Regions from separate parts of the Sus scrofa genome. Here region 1 is linked to region 2. The links are chromatin contacts, called in public Hi-C maps. All regions are on one chromosome and are shown on one strand. The core of a region is the stretch at or near the end of the contact, and the rest is flanking DNA. Distances in the headings are between cores, read along the strand shown. Region 1 holds the start of LOC110261334 (zinc finger protein 324A-like). Region 2 overlaps LOC110261340 (a long non-coding RNA gene).

What was found. Hi-C and Micro-C count contacts between places; a contact is called where the count stands out from the background.
Region 1: a contact with region 2 is called in a Hi-C map of undifferentiated spermatogonia, with 1.6 times the contacts expected there. The contact joins the promoter of LOC110261334 here to the enhancer-like site in region 2. A contact is called at or near these places in 1 of 5 promoter capture datasets (liver), 7 of 47 Hi-C or Micro-C datasets (embryonic fibroblasts, epiblast stem cells, mesenchymal stem cells and 4 more) and 1 of 2 datasets of contacts at active chromatin or transcription factors (alveolar macrophages).

Annotation. Positions count from the first base shown.
Region 1 is chr6:63,041,851-63,045,287 of Sscrofa11.1, reverse strand. It overlaps LOC110261334 (zinc finger protein 324A-like), which reads right to left and starts at 2,024. Exons shown (of 4, transcript XM_021097374.1): 1 at 1,799-2,024; 2 at 1,642-1,680; 3 at 1-125. The coding sequence starts at 2,020.
Region 2 is chr6:62,779,053-62,782,739 of Sscrofa11.1, reverse strand. All of the region lies in intron 1 of LOC110261340 (a long non-coding RNA gene), which reads left to right. Among named protein-coding and RNA genes, the nearest start is that of ZNF135, 27 kb to the right of the region's middle. Within about 2 kb of position 1,344, at least 44 of the 83 cell types and tissues checked have an H3K27ac peak or open chromatin away from gene starts, as enhancers often do. A contact at or near this core is called in alveolar macrophages, retroperitoneal adipose tissue, skeletal muscle and 2 more, where this site is marked.

The DNA.
Region 1 (3,437 bases), core at 775-3,274, 260 kb before region 2:
AGCGAGGCCAGGAGTGCGAAGTTCTCCAGCGTCACACGGCGGTACAAGGCCCTCTGGGCTGTGTCCAGAAGCCCCCACTCCTCTCGGGAGAAGTACACAGCCACATCTTCAAAAGCCATCAGACCCTACGAGAGTTGCAACGTGGACATGATCTAAGAGACATCTGTGTGACCCATGACCAGCTGGCGACCGCCCCTGATGTCCCTCAGACGCTCCGCCTCCTTGACCAAGCCTCTGCAGATGGAACCCCCTCACCTGTCCGGGGCCCTCCTCCGTTGCCCATCTGGGCCTCCTCAGCCACCACCCCACTCCACCCTCCAGACCACACCCCACCCGGCAGCCAGAGCAAGCCCCCGGCTTCCGCTGGGCCTCCGGCCTTTATACAAGAGGACTTTTTCCACAGGCACCCACGCTGCTCTTGCCGTCAGTAACTGTAGCAGCCCCATTAGCACGTGCCCATCCCTGGAGGGCCACCCTCCTGTGCTCAACCCGCCTGACATTTCAAAGCTGCTCTTCAAACCTGAAGGACTGGCTGATCCCCTCAACTCCCACAAGGCTGCCCCCAAGAATCTGGCAGGCAGACAAGAAGCCAGTTCCTTTCTCCCTCCAGCGCCAGGCCCCCCTATTTCCTTCTCACTTGGCTGCCTCTCTCCTTTTCCTCTGCCACCTGCCAGACGACCTCGGAGAGCCCCAGGGACTGCTAGCCATTCCTCCTCTCCCTCGAGCCCGAGATGCCCACGGCTGTCCCCATCTGAGTCCCTGAGATCCCCCCCTGCTAAGTCTGATCCCCAGACCCTGCCTCACTAAGGACGACAGGACTGGGGTGTCCTTGGGTGTCTACTCCTTCCAGGTCCCTGTGACTCCTCCACTCGGAGACATCGCAGACTCTTGCCAGTTTCCCCTGAAATCGACATTCCCTGCAAATGCCTGGTTTTGTCTACAGCTCCGTTCTTCTTATTCTCTGTCCCACTGAGAATACATCTCTTGCCCAAGGCAAGGATGTAATCAAGGGTTTTCAGTTTAAGCACCAGCTACCAAATCCTGGCCCCACTGCCCAGGGGAGGACCTGTGAAAGTGCTAGGCGGCTCCATTCTTCCGGGTGCTCAGGCGAACGGCTCTTCACTTAGAACACTCACACTGCCCTTGAAGCATCAGCAGATCTATCCAGAGTTCAAAGGCTTTTCCTAATTCCACTGACTGTAGTGGTAGCCTCCTCCCTGCACACCAGCACCCCCTCTAAGTCTGTTCCTCACTCAGCAAACGTGAGATACCTTATAAAACAGCAACAAGTCCACTCTCCTGGTGCTCTCGGAATAGTCTTAACTCCTCCATCTGCTCTTTCAAGCACACATGCCTCTGCCTGTCGAGTAGCTCAGTTCCAGAAGCGCCTAGACGCAGGCTTCCCTCCCTGCTTTTGCACAAGGGGGACGCTTCCCTTAGAACTTCCCTCCACACCTCACCCCCTTGGCTGCCAGAAGTGGGGATCACACGCGTGCACGCCCAAGCAGCCGGGACGCCTGTGCCTAGGACCAAGCGCGAGGGGAAAATAAAACGTCCAGAAAAAGTGCCTCCCTCGGTCGGGACTCGGGACCATGGAGGAGGCATCAGGGCGGTTGGGGGCCTGGGGCTCCCGTTATTCACCTGAGCTGAGTCTGTCTGCGTCACTGCCGCCATCGGAACCTGTAGAAAGATGCGGGCGTCCTGGTGCCGGGCCTCACTCTCCCCTCTGCCAAGGGCGCCGCGGTGGGGCGGCACGGGGGCCAGAGAGCACGTGGCTCGAGTGATTCCCACGCCACACCTCGGGAAACTGAGGCCGGGGACCGGCAGGGAGCCCGCAGTCTCCGCTGACGACGTCTTGGGTTCCCGGCCGCGCCTTCCTTGCTGCCGGCACCACTGGCCTCCAGACCCTCCAACAAAACCGGCCCCCACCCGGCGCGCTTCGGCCGTCACCGGAGCGGCCCGACGCCGGCAGCCAGGTGACAGTCCCGGACGCCGGAAGTGCAATCTCGAGAGCCCTCATTGGTCGGGGTCGTGCTGTTGACGCACGCGCAGAGCCTTCTGGGAGGCGTGGTTCCCGCCTGCCTTACGGCACTGTGGGCGGAGCCCTCCCGGTTTCCACGGCAACGGCAAAGCGCGCCGGGGGGGCGGGGCGGGGCCGGGAGTGGAGTCCCCGGCTGCGCGTGGGAAGGATTCCTAGCTGGTGGCCCCGCGCTGCGGAGAAACACTGAAGGTGCAGAAATAGACCTGCCGAGGCGCGGGACTGGGACAAAAGCCCACGGCAGTTCCCACCCCGCGCCTCCTTCCTTGGACCCCGACTAGGACGCGGTTGGACCTCTGCGAGTCTGCGTCCCCGCAGGTGGGGAACAGCCCGTGCCCTAAGTTTTTCTAGCCTCTGACATCCTTCTCTGAGACTTCCTCCAACCATTTATTTTCCTTGCTCGGCTGGACCCCGCAAAAAGTACTTAGCTGACTTGCTTGTCCCCAGGTCCTCCAGGTCTTACCAGCATGTCACGATGTTAATTTCTTGTGCCTTTTGTGGGGAAGACCGACCTCCCTGTCTCCGACACATAAAATCTGAAGGAAGGGCGGCCTCAATACAGACTGACTACTGCTGACAGAGGATAAAAGATTTCCTCTGCACTTCACGCTGATGGTCTTTTTTGCAGGGTGCTTAGTCCTCATACATATTAGGTGGTATATGTAAACTGGAGGGGGGCGGATACCAAATGGAGGATGTAACATAACCCTACCATCGAGATTCCACCCGGGCTCCAGACACCAAGCAAACAGGAAAAACAGACTCAGCAGGGATGCAGGCCCCAGGTCCAAGATAATTTAAGGAGCTGTTAAACCTCAAAATAAACAGAGACCAAAGGGCTGTTAAAATTCACATTTAATGACCTACACCCTCCATCCCTGATTCCCAAGCCCCCTTCCCTTTTTTCCTTGAAACTGTCACCTATCACATGAAACCCTAACTATAAAAAAGCCCTTGCCCCAGAATCGGGGAGCCTGAGTTCTCTCCGCTCAATGTTCCCTGCCACTAGGTTAATAAACCTGATTGTGAGCTCACTGCTTCAGCCTCTGTTTCTCTTGACTCCGCTGTTCTAACAATACATACAATGGTACAATAGTGGTACCCACCGAATAGAGCTGTTGTAACTCAATATGAAACTAATCTGTGTCAAGTCGATGATCCCCCCGCCCCCCGCCTCCGTTGTGTTCGTGGCATGCATAAGTTCCTGGGCCAGGGATCGAACTTGCACCACACTGTCGACCCAAGCCACTGCAGTGGATCCTTAACCTCCTGCACCACAGCAAGAACTCCATCACTTTGAAACAATAAAGCCCAATGTATTTGTGGGTAGAGAATGTTTTCCTGTCATTCCAGTAAACAGTGTTGCTGGCCACTCCAGGTATACAAGGATCAAGCCATC
Region 2 (3,687 bases), core at 95-2,594:
CATCTCCCAGGGAAACGTTTTAAAAAATTACACTTGATCTTAGCCAAAAGGCCGAGAAGCGATACGTTTTAAAAAATTAACTCACACAATTAGATCCTGCTGTATAGTGACTAGAACTATATCTAGTCACCTGTGATGGAACATGATGGAGAATAATGTGAGAAAAAGAATGTATATATATATGTATGACTGGGTCACTTTGCTCTACAGCAGAAATTGACAGAACATTGTAAATCAACTATAATAAAAATAAAAATCTTGAAAAAAGAAAATAAAAAATAATAAAATCAGCTCACAGAAGATGACAGCCTCATAAACTGCCACTTAGAAACTTCTGGAATGGGGAATTCCCATCGTGGTGCAGCAGAAATAAATCTGACTAGTATCCATGAGGATGTGATTCCATCCCTGGCCTCATTCTGTCAGAGATCCAGCGTTGCCATGAGCTGTGGCGTAGACTGCAGACGCGCTTGGCTCCCACGTAGCTGTGGCTGTGGCGTAGGGCGGCAGCTGTAGCTCCGATTCCACCTGTAGCTTGGGAACTACCATATGCTACAGGTGCGGCCCTAAAAAGCAAATAAAGTAAAATAAAACAATATAAAATAAAAACCAGAAAATTCTGGAATGGGAAGCAGTCTCCTGGCCCTGTCTACTGAGGATGCCTCTTTTGGGTTTCAGAGCACATCACTTACCACAGATGCTCCTCTTACATTTTCCTCCACTTTAGCGACTCCTGGAACCCCCAGCAGGGGTAGTCTTCGAATTCTGTCAGTTCCCTGCACATGCAGAGCCTCCTTTTTTGCCCCCACATCCCTGTCTCTGGGTGTCGTGTCCCCATCTCTATTTCTAGGGCTGCGGGTCTCTGTCGTCTCCTTGTTTCTGCTTCTCATCTTCCCTGCCTTCATCTTTAGGTCTTCTTTGCCAGGGACTCTGTCTTCCTCATTCTAGGTCTGTCTATTTCTGTCTGCCTCTGTCTGGCTCTCTCTCCACATAGGAGCTTCCCAGTCTCTGGATCTCCCCTTCTCTGAGTCCGACTTCGCCCCTTTGGCCGTCTCCATCTGTCAGTCTCCTTGTGTCTGTCCTCTGTATCTCGCTGTCTCTGGGATTCTGGGCTTCCTGGTCTCGCCATCGTTGGTGTGCGCGTCCTTTTGCGGGGTGGGGTGTCCTCACTTTTCCTTGCCACCTCTGCTCTGCGTTGCCCTCCTTCCTCCCCTGGTCCCTCGGCTCTTCTTGTTTACGTCGTTGCCATGGCATCAAGGACGGCTCAGGCGCCTGGAGGAAGGAGCGAGGGTCTCGCGAGGATAGCTCGGCCTTTAATTGGTTGTCCTCTCTGTCGTCGCGCCTTCGGCCCGCCCCCTTTTCCCCGCTGCCTTCTGGGAGTCGCGGGCTCCGCGCGCTCGCGCAGTCTGTCCCTACGCCTTGGGGCCGGAGGGTTTAACGATCTGACCCGCTGGCGCACGCGTCCGCGTTCGGAGGTGACGGGAGGGGCGGGGCAGGGGTCGGCCCTCGTCGGGGAGAGGCCAGGCATCACTTCCCGTGTGCCGTCGATGGGGAAGGGTCACGAGGCCCTAGATGTGTGTCCTGGGAGGGGGCTCGAGGGCTGAGTGTGCCCCTCATGGGCGCCCAGGTGGGAGCGGGGAGGCCCTGTGTTCGGGAGCAAGGGCCGTGCTTAGCCGTCCTGAGCAGCATCCTGGAATGGAGGTTGTCTCTGCCCTTGGGTCGCCCTGCCTTTCCCCCCAGTCACCCGCGTGGATTCGGTTTGAATGAGGTGCCTGCCTCTGCTCTGGGACCTCCTGGGTGGGCGAGGGAAACCCAGTCGTGGCAGGGCAAGGATGGCTCAGACGGCAGGGGGCTGTGGGGGCCGCTGAGAATTGTTTTTAAACCTTTATAAGAAACTTTCAAATGTATAGAAAAGGTCATAGAACTTCTGCATACCCTTTGTTCACGTTCACCTGTTGTTATATTTGTATCTGCCTCTCTCTCCCGTACCCTCCCTCTTCTCCCTTCCACCGCCCGTTATATATACACCTGTCTCTCAGCTAAGCTGGACATTTCCACCATCTTCACCTCCATACCAGGGTCTGGTCCCTGTTCCCCCGTCACCCCAACAACTTCCTGGAAACATGTCTACTCCTGGGCCCCAGCCAGCCCAGGGCCCCGTCTTCTTTGGCCTTGGGTCTGTGACTTCCTTGAGTTCCCAGTCTTGAGGAGGCATTTGGGGAGCCCAGGCCAGTTGTGAAGGATGTCTCTTGATTGTCTGCCTCTCCTCTTGAGTGGGTCCAGAGTGTGCATTTTTGGCAGAGACTGAGGAAGGCAGCTGAGATACTAAAGACACTCCCTTGCTCCATTTCTCATTCTAAAGGGACCCCTGCCCCCCTTATAGTGGGCGAGTCATCTCTGGGTGAGGCCAGGAGACCCTGTGAATACCCTGAGTCATCTGAGGTGGGAATGTGGAGAGAGGGGGCTCTGGGTGCAGCTAGGCCTGGAGGTGGGGGCCCTGTTTGAAGGCGATTTGTCTCCACCCTTTAGGATCCATTGGGGGTGGGGAGAGGCCTGGCTTGGCCCTGAACTCCCATTTGCTGCATTAATTTTCTTTCTTTTTTTTTTAAGTGCCACATCTGCCACATGTGGAAGTTCCCAGGCTAGGGGCTGAATTGGAGCTGTAGCCGCTGGCCTACACCACAGCCACAGCAACACGGGATCCGGGCCACATTTGCGACCTATACCATGGCTCACGGCTATGCCAGATCCTTAACCCACTGAGTGAGGCCAGGGATCGAACCCACATACTTATGGATACTAGTCGGATTTGTTTCTGCTGAGCCACGATGGGAACGCCCTGCCATATTGATATTTTTATTCCCTTAGATTTTATTCCCAAAACTGAAAATGCACAAACTCACCCAGCACCGCTGCCGCACAAACACAAAACCAGGCCCACTCAGAGAGCGGGCCAAGCCTAGCCCCTCGCTGGGTACCCATAGCTCAGGGACAGGGCAGCGGATCCCAGAGCCAGCCCCGGGCACACTCACTCTAGATTCCCACGTTTTGGGTGACTTTTCACACCTCCTACCTGGCTCTGTGTGTAGACCAGGCCATTTCCAGAAATGGGTGTAGGTTTTCCACTGAACCATTTCAGATTTTCAGTTATTTTAATATCAGGAGCAGTTCTGATACCTCACCCTTTCACATGTTTAGAAACTGAAGTTCCAGTGATATATTTGTTTTAGTGTCAAACTTTGCATGTTTGATGTTACATGTATCAAGTATGTAACAAACACTGTTGGAATGAGTTTACCAACATTGTAACTGTTAAACAAAAGGCATAAACATCTTTGTAAGTGACATTCTTTTGTAATTTTTCTCCTATCCATGAGGGATTTTTTTTGGGGGGGGCAGTGCTGGCAATACCATTCTTACAAACTGAGTTGCCCCCTCCCGTTTTTTATGTTAATTTTTTGTTTAAGGAGTGCAAAACTCTACCGATAATGAACAGCAATTTCTTGGAAATCATTTTGCATGGAATCCGGGTGTGTGGGTTGCAGGGCTGATGTGCTCGAGGGCCCCTGTTTGTTCTTTGGCGTGGGTGCCCCACAGCCTGCCTCTCACTGTGTGGGGATCTCTGTTCCTCTGCAGGCCTAGACTCTGGCTGAAATCCCAGAGCGTCCTGTCGTCCCTGGTATGTCT